2 separate regions of the Bicyclus anynana genome follow, and region 1 is linked to region 2. Evidence: chromatin contacts called from public Hi-C data. All regions are on one chromosome and are shown on one strand. The core of a region is the stretch at or near the end of the contact, and the rest is flanking DNA. Distances in the headings are between cores, read along the strand shown. Region 1 holds the start of LOC112048631 (GAS2-like protein pickled eggs). Region 2 overlaps LOC112048631 (GAS2-like protein pickled eggs).

Evidence for each region. A called contact is a pair of places that touch in the nucleus more often than the background predicts.
Region 1: a Hi-C map of whole body shows a contact between it and region 2, with 2.2 times the contacts expected there. The contact joins the promoter of LOC112048631 here to the enhancer-like site in region 2. A contact is called at or near these places in 2 of 2 Hi-C or Micro-C datasets (whole body and whole larva).

Annotation. Positions count from the first base shown.
Region 1 is chr8:17,521,506-17,528,809 of ilBicAnyn1.1, forward strand. LOC112048631 (GAS2-like protein pickled eggs) reads right to left here and starts at 4,775. Exons shown (of 5, transcript XM_052882989.1): 1 at 4,624-4,775. Trnar-acg (transfer RNA arginine (anticodon ACG)) reads left to right here and starts at 2,259; the gene lies at 2,259-2,331.
Region 2 is chr8:17,387,064-17,393,954 of ilBicAnyn1.1, forward strand. LOC112048631 (GAS2-like protein pickled eggs) reads right to left here. Exons shown (of 5, transcript XM_052882989.1): 5 at 45-3,644. The coding sequence ends at 2,749. Among protein-coding and RNA genes, the nearest start is that of Trnag-ucc, 22 kb to the right of the region's middle. Within about 2 kb of position 3,373, at least 7 of the 8 cell types and tissues checked have open chromatin away from gene starts, as enhancers often do.

The DNA.
Region 1 (7,304 bases), core at 3,525-6,024, 140 kb after region 2:
ATAAATCATAATTTTTTTATACAATTTTTTAAATTAGATGGTTAAGAAAATATTATACGTTGAATTTTAATTCTGATCATGTTCAACATTCAGTAAGAAACTCATATAATTAATAATTTCATGCTAAACAAAGTCACTTCAATAATTAGGCGTTAAAAAATTCTTTACAGACGTTTAGTAGAAGTAGCTGTGATATACACAAATGGAAAATAATAATATATTTGGAATAGGTAATTAGCAAAACCATACATTTTTAATCGTCATTAAAAGGGTAAAAACCCTTTCGTGGGGAAGCAGCAACATAAATAAAAGATAACACGAGAGGGTTGGCGCCATTCAAACGACTTTTAATTAAAACCAGTCGTCATAATGTTTATTTTTTATACAAATACACTCCGGGGCTTGAAAAGCTAAAAGTAAAGCCGCGGATTCTGAGGTCAGAGGTTCGAGTCAAGACCTGGATCACACAACAACAATACAGCTCATATTTTAATTATCAACAAGTCATCGCTTAGTAGCAATATCATCTGATGTTAAGTGACGGTGTTCTGTTGTCTATAAGATAGTAAGCTCGAGAACTTAGAAGGAGTATTGATAGTGTATTTCTTCATGGCACGATACTGGAAGGCATATACTGGCGGTACATCTTTGCTCATGCGATGGTAACTAACCACCGCTGAAGTCTACCACTACCATCAGACCTCATCATTAGCAGCCCCTATTCGGCTCACTGTAAAGCGCGAGTCTCCTCCCAGAGTGAGAGGGGTTAGGCCAAAAAGGTTTCTCGCTGTTTTTCCTTCGCCGTTTTAGACACGTTCCAACGATCTCCGAATCGTAGGCAGAATTCATATCCACTGGGTTATCATGTATCTATCAGTATTAACAGCATCACACTCAGACTTTGCTAATTTAGAAAATACAAAATCTAACTTAAACCGAGTTAAAAATCGAACCCATTACCTCTGTTGACTCTATTGTCAATCAAGACATTGCTATTTGCACCAAGAGGTCATAAAACTAGTTAAGAAGTGTTTTGGGAATGTGTAATTCATTTTACTTTACTTGAATACCTATTAATAAGTGTGATCAACTTACGCAAGTTTTAAATTCAAATGCGTACTTAAAGTCTTTACATAATATTATAATATTAAATTATGGAACATAAGTACTAAATTCAATAGCTTATTAGTCTGCGACTTCGTCCGCGTCAAACTTCTATGAAAACGAAGTGGTTTTTCATTCCGATAGTATTTGAAAGCGTTTCCGATGAAAACTCCCAGACAACTTGGCATTCCGACATGTCCAACAAATATTGGAAAATGCGTTATATTGGAATTAAGACGTACCGCAACGCTTGGCGGTACGTCTTTGCCGGTAGGATGGTAACTAGCCACGGCCGAAGCCTCCCACCAGCCAGAGCTGGACCAATTAAGAAAATCTCAATCGGCCCAGTCGAGAATCGAACCACAGAGACCGTCAAAATAAATAATTTGTTGATCTTTCATACGTCGAAATAGATTTTTAATCTTTATAGAGCTAATAATCGTCTTTGACAACCGTTTTTACTTCGGGGGTTAAAATAGAATATTATGCTTTGCTCGTAGGTAGTACTAGTGAGTCATTCTATAACGAGTGGAACTACCCGCTAAGTACTCCTATAATAAAGTGAGTCACATTCCTAGCTGAATTACAAAAATCGTTACAGGCAGACAGACGTCACGCCGCCTGCCCCCCGTCCCGCACCCGCACCCCGCTACCCCTCAGCAATTACCCCCACATATGCATAATTGCGATTAGGAAATCTTTTGCAATTTTAATAAGGCGCGAACCCTACCCATTCAATAGCATTCCCAGAACTTACAAAGCTGAGCTATATGTTACAAGCAGAATTAAGTTTTTATTTACACTTACTTAATAAATTAATGTTTACTGTTTCAAATAAATTAAATTAATAAAGCACGATTATTGTTTTAGACACTAAAAATTGTTTAACACTTCAAATTCCAACAAACTACTGTACTGTATTTTATGTCATAGTATGTAAGCTTTACAAGCTTTCATAAGAAATTAGCTATGAACTACTTTGAAAAATCTAAAATCACTAAATCTATACTATTTACTACCATCGTGAAGTCCACAAGATGAGAGATCGACTTTCTATTTTCATAAATACTGAATGTTTGTAGTTCACACGAATATTATTTATATCCGAAATACGTACTACTGACGGATGTGTAATTTCGTTTCGCCCAGTAACTGGCCCTGTGGCGCAACGGATAACGCGTCTGACTACGGATCAGAAGATTCCAGGTTCGAATCCTGGCAGGGTCGTAGATTGCTTTTTACATTATTTATAAAATTATATTTTTTAAATTATAAATATTTTTTGCTACGACAATAGCACAACGGGCCTTGAAACTGAACAAGATACGGCGTAAAAAGTACTTGGATGTCCAGTCCAACCTCCGGGATATTAGGTTTCTGTGTATATTGACTAGTTATTTCAAAAGCTTTCTTACTCAACAACAAGAAAAAGAAGAAGAAGAAGAAGAAGAAGAAGAATACACACACAAAAATACAATTATAAATTAAAAAGATAATAATTTAAACTTAGCATGCAAAGGCGGCCTTATTACTATAAAGTACAAGTTAAATAAATTACAAGTTAAAAACTTGACGTTAACTAAAACTGTCACATTTCATCTATAGTTTCATAAGTGGATTTCTATTTAGACCAATATCCTGAATTTTGCTCAGTAATCTATTTACCAGTGAAATTCTTATTAGAATCGGTGCAGCCGTTCCAAAGACAAACCTACAGACAGACAATAATTGCAAAAAAGCTCATTTGTGGTTTGGTATCGTGTAAATAACTATTAACTATAAGCATATATAGGGATGTTTGGAAGTCCCAACAAAAGGCCTATGTCCTGCAGTGGACGTCCAACGGCTGATATGATGATGATGATGATGATGATGATAAGCATCTAAAAATATATAGCTATTTTGAAATCACAGAAGTTATTGATTTTTCCGAGAGCCGTGATAGCCCAGTGAATATGATCTCTGCCTCCGATTTTGGAGGGTGTGGGTTCGAATCCAGTCCGGGGCATGCACCTCCAACTTTCAGTTATGTGCATTTTAAGAAATTAAATATCACCTGTCTCAAGCGGTGAAGGAAAAACATCGTGAGGAGACCTGTATACCAGAGAATTTTCTCAATTCTTTGCGTGTGTGAATTCTGCCAATCCTCAGTGGGCCAGCGTGGTGGACTATTGACCTAACCCCTCTCATTCTAAGAGGAGACTCGAGGTCAACAGAGAGCCGAATATGAGTTGATGATGAAGATGATGATGTACCTATTAATTTCCTGAAATAAAGTAATAAAGAACGCGAGAACCTTTCTACAGGGCACGAGCAATACTACATCAATTACTGTGAAAAGCTTGTTCAAAAAAGTCATTTTACGTGAAAAGCATTTCCGTGACACTGACGAGCGTGCACTAAGAGAAAACCTTTGAGAGAAAATTATTCAGAATAATTTTCTTTAAAGATTTTCGCTTCAAAAGAAAACTGAAATTGTGCGATGTGTTTCTTTCGTTTAAATTATTATGAAGTAAGTATGTTTTACACGTGCCAGAGACAAATGTTCGCAATAAACTTGTTGCGATCGTAACCCGCAGAGTGGCTACGTAAAGTGGCCCCTCGCCCAGGGCCTCGCATAGAAGGCCTCATACGAGGCCCTCTTATGAGCGACAAAAAAGCCTCAATAGCTCAACGGTAAGAGCGGTCGGACTCATGCCCGAAGGGTGGTGGTTCGATCCCCGCCCCGTTGATCTATTGTCGTACCCACTCCTCACACAGTCTTTCCCGACTAATTGGAGGGGAATGGGAATATTGGTCATATTATAAAAAGATATGGCAAATATTCTTTTTAAAACGCAATAAAACGCAACGCAATAAACAAAATGTCAGTAACCAAAGAACACAGTAAGTAGGTAGTAGTGACCTACCTTAAAGAATAAAGTACCCTGGTAATCTGTGTAAACACAATGTTCCAGCATCTTCCAGCATTCCTAAAAGAAATAATGGACACAGAAGATCACCCAATATAAAATGTAATTTTAATGATTCACTTTTTATTGTAAGCAGCGAAATAGGAGTAACAAAACAGCACAAAACAGCACATCGATTCTCTTTCTACAAACGCTAACGCTTCGAAAACTAGAAATATGTATGGGAATGACAGATCCGATCGACGACTTGATCACGTGACTTGTCGATAGCAAATGTCATTCCTATACATTTTTGAATTTTCAAAGCGTTTACGATCGTAGAAAGAAAATCGACGTGCACTGGGCTACAGGCCCTGTTCTGGTATCATTGAACAGAGCTCCTCTGTGTCGTTTTAGATAACCTCTGAACGTATCTATTAGCAAGGTACATTCTCTTGCCTGCATTTATAAAATTAAATCGTCCGGTAGATTCTGGAAATCCTTATTAGATTTTATACGAGTTAAGAAAATATACACGAACCCTCTGTAATTGACAATCTTATTTCCTAATTAACCTCCATCATCCTGTACAATGAACATTACTACTCGTATAAGATATGCTAATTACCTTTCAACAATACTAGATGTTTAAGATGTGTTGACAGCCGACGACCGGAAGCTATCTAGCACAACACAACACTTCACAGCAACAACAAAACACAACACAACGCGACGTATCATCTACACACAATATTGATTGGGAAATATACATGGAATAAACACAGCCAGTGGTTTAAATTACCCCAAATTTATAGAGGATGTTGTTTTTTGTCCCCAATGTGCGGATTCAGTGGTCTAGAGCCCGGGACAGGCCGGGCCCACCCGCGACTGACAGCTGACTGGGGTCTGGGGCCAGAGTTGCGGAATTCCCCGCGCATGCGTGTTTGGAAGCTGCTGTCGCGGTAGACGAATGGTCTGTCTGTACCTCGGCATAGGGTGCAAGGGTGTACTAGGGTGGGTGGTGGTAAATTTGGTTTATAGACGCTACTGGCAAAAAGCAACCAAATGATTAAGGTTTATAATCTGTTATTGAAACCTCTGTTTTCGATTCGAAGGGCGTAGGTTCGAATCCGGGGCATGCACATAGAACTTTTCAGTTGTGTGGGGAATTTAATAAATTAAATATCACATGTCTCAAATGCTAAAGGAAAATATCGTGAGTAAACCTGCTCTGCTGAGAATTTTCTTAAATTCTCTAGGTGTGTGAAGTCTGCCAATTCGCATTGGGCCAGCATGGGCCCCTTCTTCTGATTGGAGACTCGTGCGCAACAGTGAGCCGTACATGGGTTGTTGATGATGATGATATACTCAGATAACTTTCTCTATTCTAAGATTCTATGATATATTTTGCAGGAGGACAATCAACAAGCAATTTGTAGGCAATTTATTTTTCTACGGACAAAACAAATGATTAGATTTGGCTCTGCTTTGTAACAGGAACTATCGACAAACGACGTAAAGGTACATAAAAAGGCTAATTTAACGATTAGGATGTCATTGACGTGGAAGAGCCTATATTCACTTCTTGCATCCTCCCTTCCTTCTTTCTACTCAGCGTCACGGATTATCTTTCAAGATATAGGGGAGATATATTCGGGAGATAGGTACACCATTGCCAGTCGTGTTGTGGCAATTAGCCACGAAACCTACCTGATCGACCTATTTACTTCTACCTATGACAATATTGCAAGGGGTGGTCATTATCAACTCTCGACACCTGTTTATTATAAAAATATTTCAAGAGAACAATTAAAAGGTTTTAATTAAAAGCACAATTTATTTCGAAGAAACCGCCTTCATTTAGAACACTGAAGGGCCCCTTCAATTTGTTCTCACGAGCTGCACTCAAGTGCGTTGTTAAATCGAGTGGTCAAATTGGTGCAAAGAGATCACGTTCAGTTTAGGCGCTTTCCGGTGCATTAGGTAGGTACAGGTCGCAGCATCCGCAATCTGCAATAAGTAGATATGTCCCTAGTGGTGTGCACACATTTTTTAACTAGGGTATTCAATATTCGTACATATTGTACACAAAATAGAAAATTTCTTCTCGAATATAGGTTCGTAATGAGGCCACTAAGTAGGTAGGTTTGTTCTCGATGAAATGCTAAACAGATGAATGACAAAAGTAGACTGCATCTTGAGTTCAGCAATTGTTAACTTGTAGGGTGATAACTAGCCACGGCCGAAGCCTCCCACCAGCCTGACCTGGACCAATTAAGTAAATCTCAATCGGCCCAGCCGGGAATCGAACCCAGGACCTCCGTCTTGTAAATCCACCACGCTTACCACTACACCACGGAGGCCGTCAAATTTTGATTAATTTACTGATTTTTAAAAAGAACTCCTACCTACCTACTTGGTCGTCTTTTTGAAAATGAGGAGTAGAGCTCCACCAATTAAAGAAAAAATTTCCTTTAATAATGTACGTACCTACTATCTTCACTGAGTAACATACTTAAGCTATATTGTATCCCTGTATTTTCACAGGAATGAGGAGATACGCAGAAGAACCAAAATCGCTGACATAGCTCAACGAGTTACGATTGCGAAGCTGAAGTGGCAATGGGCGGGGCACATAGTTCGAATAGCCGATAGACGTTGGGGTCCCAAAGTGCTGGAATGGCGACCCCGCACTATACTAATAGCATTAACAACTGAGTCTTAGGGCCATAAATCATTTCTCTATATCTATCTCGCTTGCACTTATGGGTCTTATGGAGCCGTCTAGTGAAGGGTGTAACAATGAAAGACATATTATCGATAAGTAAAGTTTATTATCGTATCTTGTTCACAAAATTAAAAAAATTAACAATATTTGATTTAATATAATACATATTTCATATTATATAATTATTAACTAAATAAAATTAATCTTCATCTGAGTCTTCATCATCAGAATCTTCGTCTTCTGCCAAATTTATTATATATTAGTATCCATAGTGCGCAACGAGTAACACATGAATGTATTTATTTAATTGCAGTAAACACATTTATAGCAAAAAAAATACGCAATGCAATTACATTAGAAACCGACCAATCAGAATCGTCCAAATCATTATTGACTCATCATTAGCACGTGCGCAGGTAGCCGTTTATCGATAATTAGGGTGCGCAGGTAGGCGCGCTGCACATTCCTATCTTTTTTGACTTTTATGACCGGACGACTCAGATGATAATGCGCATACTATAGTAAACGCAGTGTTGGTCGACCCCCCACCAGATGGACTGACGACATCAAGCGAGTCGCTG
Region 2 (6,891 bases), core at 2,123-4,622:
TAGAGTTATGGGTATTAAATATGTAGGAAATAAAAACAACAATGTATCCATTAATGTCTTAATGATTTATTCAGTGAATTAACAAATTTCTATGGCATAGTCACTGGTAACGTACGTAGAAGAAACAGTAACTTATACTAACTTAAACTTAGCCTCCAAGTTGCTAAGCGAGCGCCCCCTGTCACAACATTACCAAACTAATAACTAACCAATACAAAATTCTCGTAAAAAATCTTATAAAATAACTTAAATTATGATTTATATCAATAAATATGACGTTTGGTAATGTTGTGACAGCGAGGTAGAGCGTGGGGTGCTTTCATGACGATTCTCTCAAAGATATCAATCGGCGATACACGACACCTTTTAATTCCGTGACATTAAGGCGTCGATATCTTTTCGATTTAAACCTTTGATTAATTTGAATCTATGAGTGTATTTAAAACTGCAAAAATATCATAATATTTGAATGCTTTGAAAGAATTTATTAAATCAAGCCTTAACCAGTAAAAACTTATTAAACTTGGATATTGGTTAACAGTTATAAAAAAATATTTAATAAAAATCAAACAAATGAATATAAGAACTAAAACATTAGGTACAAAAAATTAAGCCATATGAATAACTCTGGAATTAAAATAGATACACTCATAGAAACAAAGAGATAATTAGTTTTATCAAACTTATTACTCCAGATCATCTAAAGATAATTCGAACAAGATGTGATCGACCAGAGCTATGTTACGTTTTCCTTAAAATAAGTATATTGGGCAGAGCATTATAGTGCAGATTTTCAACATAGTATAACAACACAAGTCAAAAGGCTAGATAGCTTTCAACTCCGATAAAAGTATAAGTAAGCTGATTTTTTTTTGTTATGACTTATAATTATTACTATTTTTGCCTGCTAGATATTTAAATTTTAGAAATAAGACTAACTTCATGACAAAATATTACCACAAACAAATATTGGTAAGTAATTAATCTTCTCTTTAATGTCAACCTTTACAATAGCGATAAAACACTAGTAGGCAAAAATAGTGATTGAATTATTCGCCAGTGCAAGGAAGTAGAATTTTGTAGAAGAATTTTGCACTATGCTTTTTTAAAATACACTTTTGAGCAAATAAAAGACTTCTCATTTTATCTGCTTTAGGTACAGATTTAAGAAAATTATACTTTCGATTATATATCACAACCTTGGTTTTTCTGTAAAGCCTTATTTGTCGATTTATTTGCTCAAATGTGTAAAAATCTATATCAAAGTTACAAAAATATGTATCTGTATTCTTCATCTTTTCAACATAATTGTAATATTTTTATTGTTTCTTCATTATACGGAATTTAACACTAACCCTCTACAACGACTGTTTAATCTTTTGTCTATCCATTCGCGTCGAATCAAACATTAATTTAATTATACATTAAATTATACATTTACAATGAATGAAACGACTCTTCGAATGAGGACGGCGAATTCCTTAATGTTTAGTTGGGTAATTTAGGTATATTGCCATAATCACTTACGTATACCGAATAAGGTACGCATATTACGTTTCAATTCTATTTAAAATTCTAATTTTAGAGTATAGTCAAAGGAGTTTTTTAAAAAGTACCAAAATCAAATTACCAAAATGTCTGGATTTTCAATTACAAAAGACGAGGAATCTGGAAACGCTACCGAATTTTACTCACTAAATCTAAACACCTACAACGTGCAGTTATAAGCTCTAAACCCTTCATATCCTACTTTTAGAGAAAATTAATGAGATTACTACAAACGAATAATTGCCAAATCTCCCGGCGCTAATCATTTTTAAATTATTGAATTAAAATGACATTTTTAAATTAAAATATTATATATGCCGGGAATTATTGTTAAAAGTTCCTACAACTTAAATTTTATATTAAACTTAATAATAACTTGTAATGCAAATATAGTCTTGCAATAAAATTCTTCAGCGTATATTATTTAAACATATTTAAATAATATATTTAATTAATATATGTTACAACTCGTTCAGCTATATGTCTCCACATATAACAAAACTGTTCGTTTATTAACTGACACCAAATATTCAATTTATTGTTTTCAAATGCCAAAGAAGTAGTGTCATATAGACTATACTATTTATTTTTCTAAAGGCATTTTAAATGTCCCAATTTAACCAGGTAAAGTCATGGGAAAATCTAGTTATTAATACCAATAGACAAACTTAACTTAATTTTTATTTATTTTTTCATTACTATGTTTCGCAAATTATAAAATAATAATCTAACTAAACAACCAACTAATAATTAGCACCATCTTGCTTTATAACATATCCCTCTTATCTACTTTCTTTTTTATCTTTTATATCATTTTCCTTATATAAATTGTCAATTATATTAGAATCTACGAATCATCAATTCTACATTAGTGAAAAACTATTCTAAATAGAATATCAAATATTGAAATCTAAATAAATTTCTATCGAAATTCGAATAGTTTGATGTTTTCATTAATATAATTCCAAACATCTACTTTTGCAAAGATATGACAGGGATATTTTTATTTATAAATATATTCTATAGATCAGGGATCCAATATAATCATTGTAAATGATTACCCTATAGAACGTTCATTTTCTTCAGATTTTTCACCACACTCCTATAAAAATTATCCATATCAACTAAAATCACTCAATCACTTTTGATTCGAACCATAATCGGATTAGTACCAGTCTTTTTCTTCTGATCTTCGCCAGGTCATTGGAATTGGGAAGTGGATGTAGACCGCCGGCAGCCTAACGCCACTGGCGCTGGTATTCTAGAAGCACCGTTCCTAGGATCCTTCCTGGGTGCAGCCAATTGCCGAGTACTCGTCGACCGCTCCAGTTTTCCATCTGACATTACCCAAGCGGACGTAAAGTCGGCGTAATCGGAGTCTTTCGAACTAGCCCTGGACACAGAGTCTTCGCCTTTCGAATAAGACCTGATGATTTCCTTCATTTTTTCTAAAACAGACGCGTCATCTTTCGCAGATTCTGCAGATCTCAAAATTTGTTCTAAAAGAGGACTCAACTGCTTCTGGTGAGTCGGAGACCGCAAAGTGGCGCTGCTGGCCCTCAATGGTGAATTCCTTTTGAAAGCTTCATTTTGGGGTGCTTTTGTTTTGGTTTTCGGCGATTTGTTGGGATTCTCAAACGTGTCTGCTCCGATGGCGGGTCTGGCTTTTGTTTTCGCTTGGTTCGGTGCGGTTCTGCCTCCCCAAGTGTTGCGAGAAGTGGGTGGTAGCTTGGGGGCCAGTTTTGGGGAGGATTGGTTGGGGGTGTGCTTGGGGCTAGGTGTATTTGCTCGGCTGGGCGTCCTGTTTCTGACAGGGGAGTGGGGGATCCTGGAAACCTGTCGACTCCGAACGGTTTTGACGGGGGACTGCGTGGCTTCCCTGGCGGGCCTGAGGCTCTTGCTCGGCGAGTCGTTGCTCTCGTGGCTGACGATGCACTCGGGGCTGGCGCGGTTGGACTTGTCGTCTGCGCTGTTCTTCCTGCTGCCGTAGAAGGTGTCAGAGAAGTCCGTCTTGCGCAGCCCGGTGTTGAGGCTGACGTAGTCGTCGACGCGGTCGCTTTTATCTATGTGACAGCCGTCGTCGTGATCGAGACGCTCTGAAACAAGGAAAAATATTTCATGTCAGTGATGGGTACCTATAGAAAAGTAGTCAGCAGCAGTTACTTCTTAAATCTATAGGCTAATTATGGAAAATATTCTTGGATATTTAGGTTAAATAAGTGTTGACACGCAATCCCAGTGGATTGCGTTACTAGTATAACTTATACATATAAATAAAATGTTTGAATCGTCCAACTCCAGATGTGTCACGAATCGTCTAACTCGGGTTGTATTAAGTTTCTTCTAATGCATGCTATCTTTGTGACCAATACTAAGAAATTCATTTTGATAGTATGCCGCGGTGACTATATTTCTACCGCTGGCTATGTTCAAATCAAAGACCAAAATATACTCGTAGAATTCAATATTCTAGGAGTATATAAGAACAATGCAAAAGTTACAATAAAGTGTAGTCAAGTCAAAAAAAATTAACGGGCTTCATGGATTATCCAAGAAGCCCGTTTTGCTTTGAATATATTGTAAAGTTTTAAGATAGACCATGAATATACTGCGTGTATAAACTGAAGAAAAAGCGTTATCACTGCAGATGCAGACAGTCATCATCATCATCATCATCATCGTGCCTGTCAAACGCTTGTCACCTTACCACAACATATAAAGCGAAACGAACTTCCTGGAATATATTGACTATTCAAATAGTTTCAACACTTGTCTAAGCCGGCGCAGGGTATCCGATCAAAACAAAAACAATCCAATTACAATAACGAGCATATAATCAAAGATGTTTAAGGCGCGTGCCGTTACATCAAGTCGGACCCCGCTGCCTTACATAGATCACAATTATGAGAATAACTGATATTATGTCGATATGCTAATACCGCGGGGTCGGCCGCTTATTGCCATTTATGTCGACTCTGTAGCAGGTAGTGCCGTGTGCAAACTGTTGCAAACATTCTACAACACAAAGATGATTGTTTACATTATTGCATTTTTTTTAATTTTTTAGTCTCCTCTACAGATACGTTTAGAAATTTTAATTCTCTTTATCACAGTTCATCTAGACTGCTAATATAAGAAAATTGCAAGACTGCTATTATTCTTCATGCCACCAAGTAACATTGCTAAAAAAATACGTAAAACCAAACACCTCTAACTCAAGTTGGTTTGTTCAATGGCAGAAAGGCCTAGCTTTGTTGGAGGCCATCTGTTTTTTCAATAACCATTAGTATTTCTTTTTTTTCTTTACAAGTTACTTAGTAGGCATAAAATTAATTTTCTTAATTAATATTGAATAAAGCTGTGCTCCAGTTTTACCTGCATAGATCCTGTTCCCATAGAAACACCGAGATAAAAAATAGCCTTTATTCTATCAATATCTTTCAAGTTCTATAATATTTCAGATTTCAATTAACCTTCGTGTCAAATATGATCTAGATCCATTCAGCCGTTCTGGAGACGAAAATATAACTCATCTTTATTTTAGAGTATCAATTTTATGTGATTCAAGTAAAGGTATCCCAAAAAGCCACTAATTATCTATACTAATATTATAAAGAGGAAAACTTTGTTTGTATGTTTGTTTGTTTGTTTGTTTGTAATGAATAGGCTCAAAAACTACTGGACCGATATTAAAAATTCTTTTACCATTCGAAAGCTACATTATCCACAAGTAACTTAGGCTAAATTTTATTTTAAAAATAAATAGGGTTCCGTAAGATATTTGGGTTTTTCGGACACAAGGTGTAAAAAATCAACCAGAAAAGTATGGTAGGGGTAGGTAGGAGTAGGGTAGGGGTAGGGGTAGGCTAGGGGTTGGCCAGGGATAGGCAAGGGGTAGGGTAGGGGTAGGATAGGGGTAGTTGTAAGTTTACATCGAGTTTCACGCGAACGAAGTCGCGGGCGTCGGCTAGTGATCAATAAAAATAGACCCAATTAATAACAAAATCTGTCTGCGGTACGTAAAGACCTGTCTGCTGTCAGCATAATGTTGGTGAATCAACACACAATAATGTAATAAGATTAATGTTGTTTAAGCACATTGCCTAAATAGGCGGCAATCTTTTAATAAAACTATAATTCATCGGTTTCCGTTTAAATATGAATCATGTTTATAGTAAATTATATTTTGTGCTGGATTAATAAGAGACCTATTCAATTCACCTGCAGATGTCGCTAACTTGTCATAGAATAATAAAACAGGAACAAATTTTATAAATTCGCTAAGTATAAGTATCATCAAACGTTAAATTTCTAGAATGTATCACAGGGTAGTATCTTGTGACCGCTGTCATTCCTGTTATACGAAAATAAGGACTTTGATGACTCCTTATTTTTTTACGTTATTTCGATTTCAAGCACCGACCCACCACGCTGCTCAAATGCTGCTTCGTAGAAAATTATGTTTAACTCTTTAACCGATGTAACACCATCAATTTTCCAACTGCGGTCAGTTACTGAGAACTTCCTAGAAGGACCTCAATATTTTCATCACGGAATCCCAGTATCTCTCTCCGAAGTTTAATAAACTAATCCCTGGTAAACTTCTTCAATAACATGAGCCTAAGCCAGCTATTACGTATCTATTTCCATCTCGCCTAAAACCAGATTGGTAAGCCCTTTTTGGCACGCGAGGGTCACACGCATTCTCTGCATCGTAAATGGTAACAGCGGGTTTGGTCGATAGTGCCTCCTACGACTGATTGATACGTAGAATGCTCTATTATGCTTATGACTTGTGAGGTTTTGTTTCTTTGCCAAATACATTCTGAGGTCGCGGAGCAAGGTTGTCAAATCTATATGTTTTTTGAATTGATATTATGGTTAGGTTAGCTATTCTTTGAAATTCATAAGGTCCCATAAACATGAAGACAATAAGAAAACTTAAAAACTTAGCTATTATATTTTGTATTTATTTTAATAATTTTAATTAATACCCACTCTCTTGTTTTAACTGAATGACTTTACTTGTTCATTTAACCTTTTTTTTTTAAATGGATCAAATTTATTATCTCAGCACTTTTTTATATTAAAGGTATTTCTAACCAACGTTACTTCACAGAAATTCCTTGTAGTAAAAACACGTTGTTCTCCGTTTTCTAGATATACCTCTACGTAAGTAGTACCTAAATGTAAATTCTTTAGCCCTTCTGCAAGCCGTTGAATGTGCTCAACCACACAACATAACTCATATTTGGTGCCACATTGTTTCGTTCAAACGTTGATTCACCCTCCGCATGTTTTCAAATACTCTCACGTTTGAACGAGTTCCCATTCCCGTTTTTG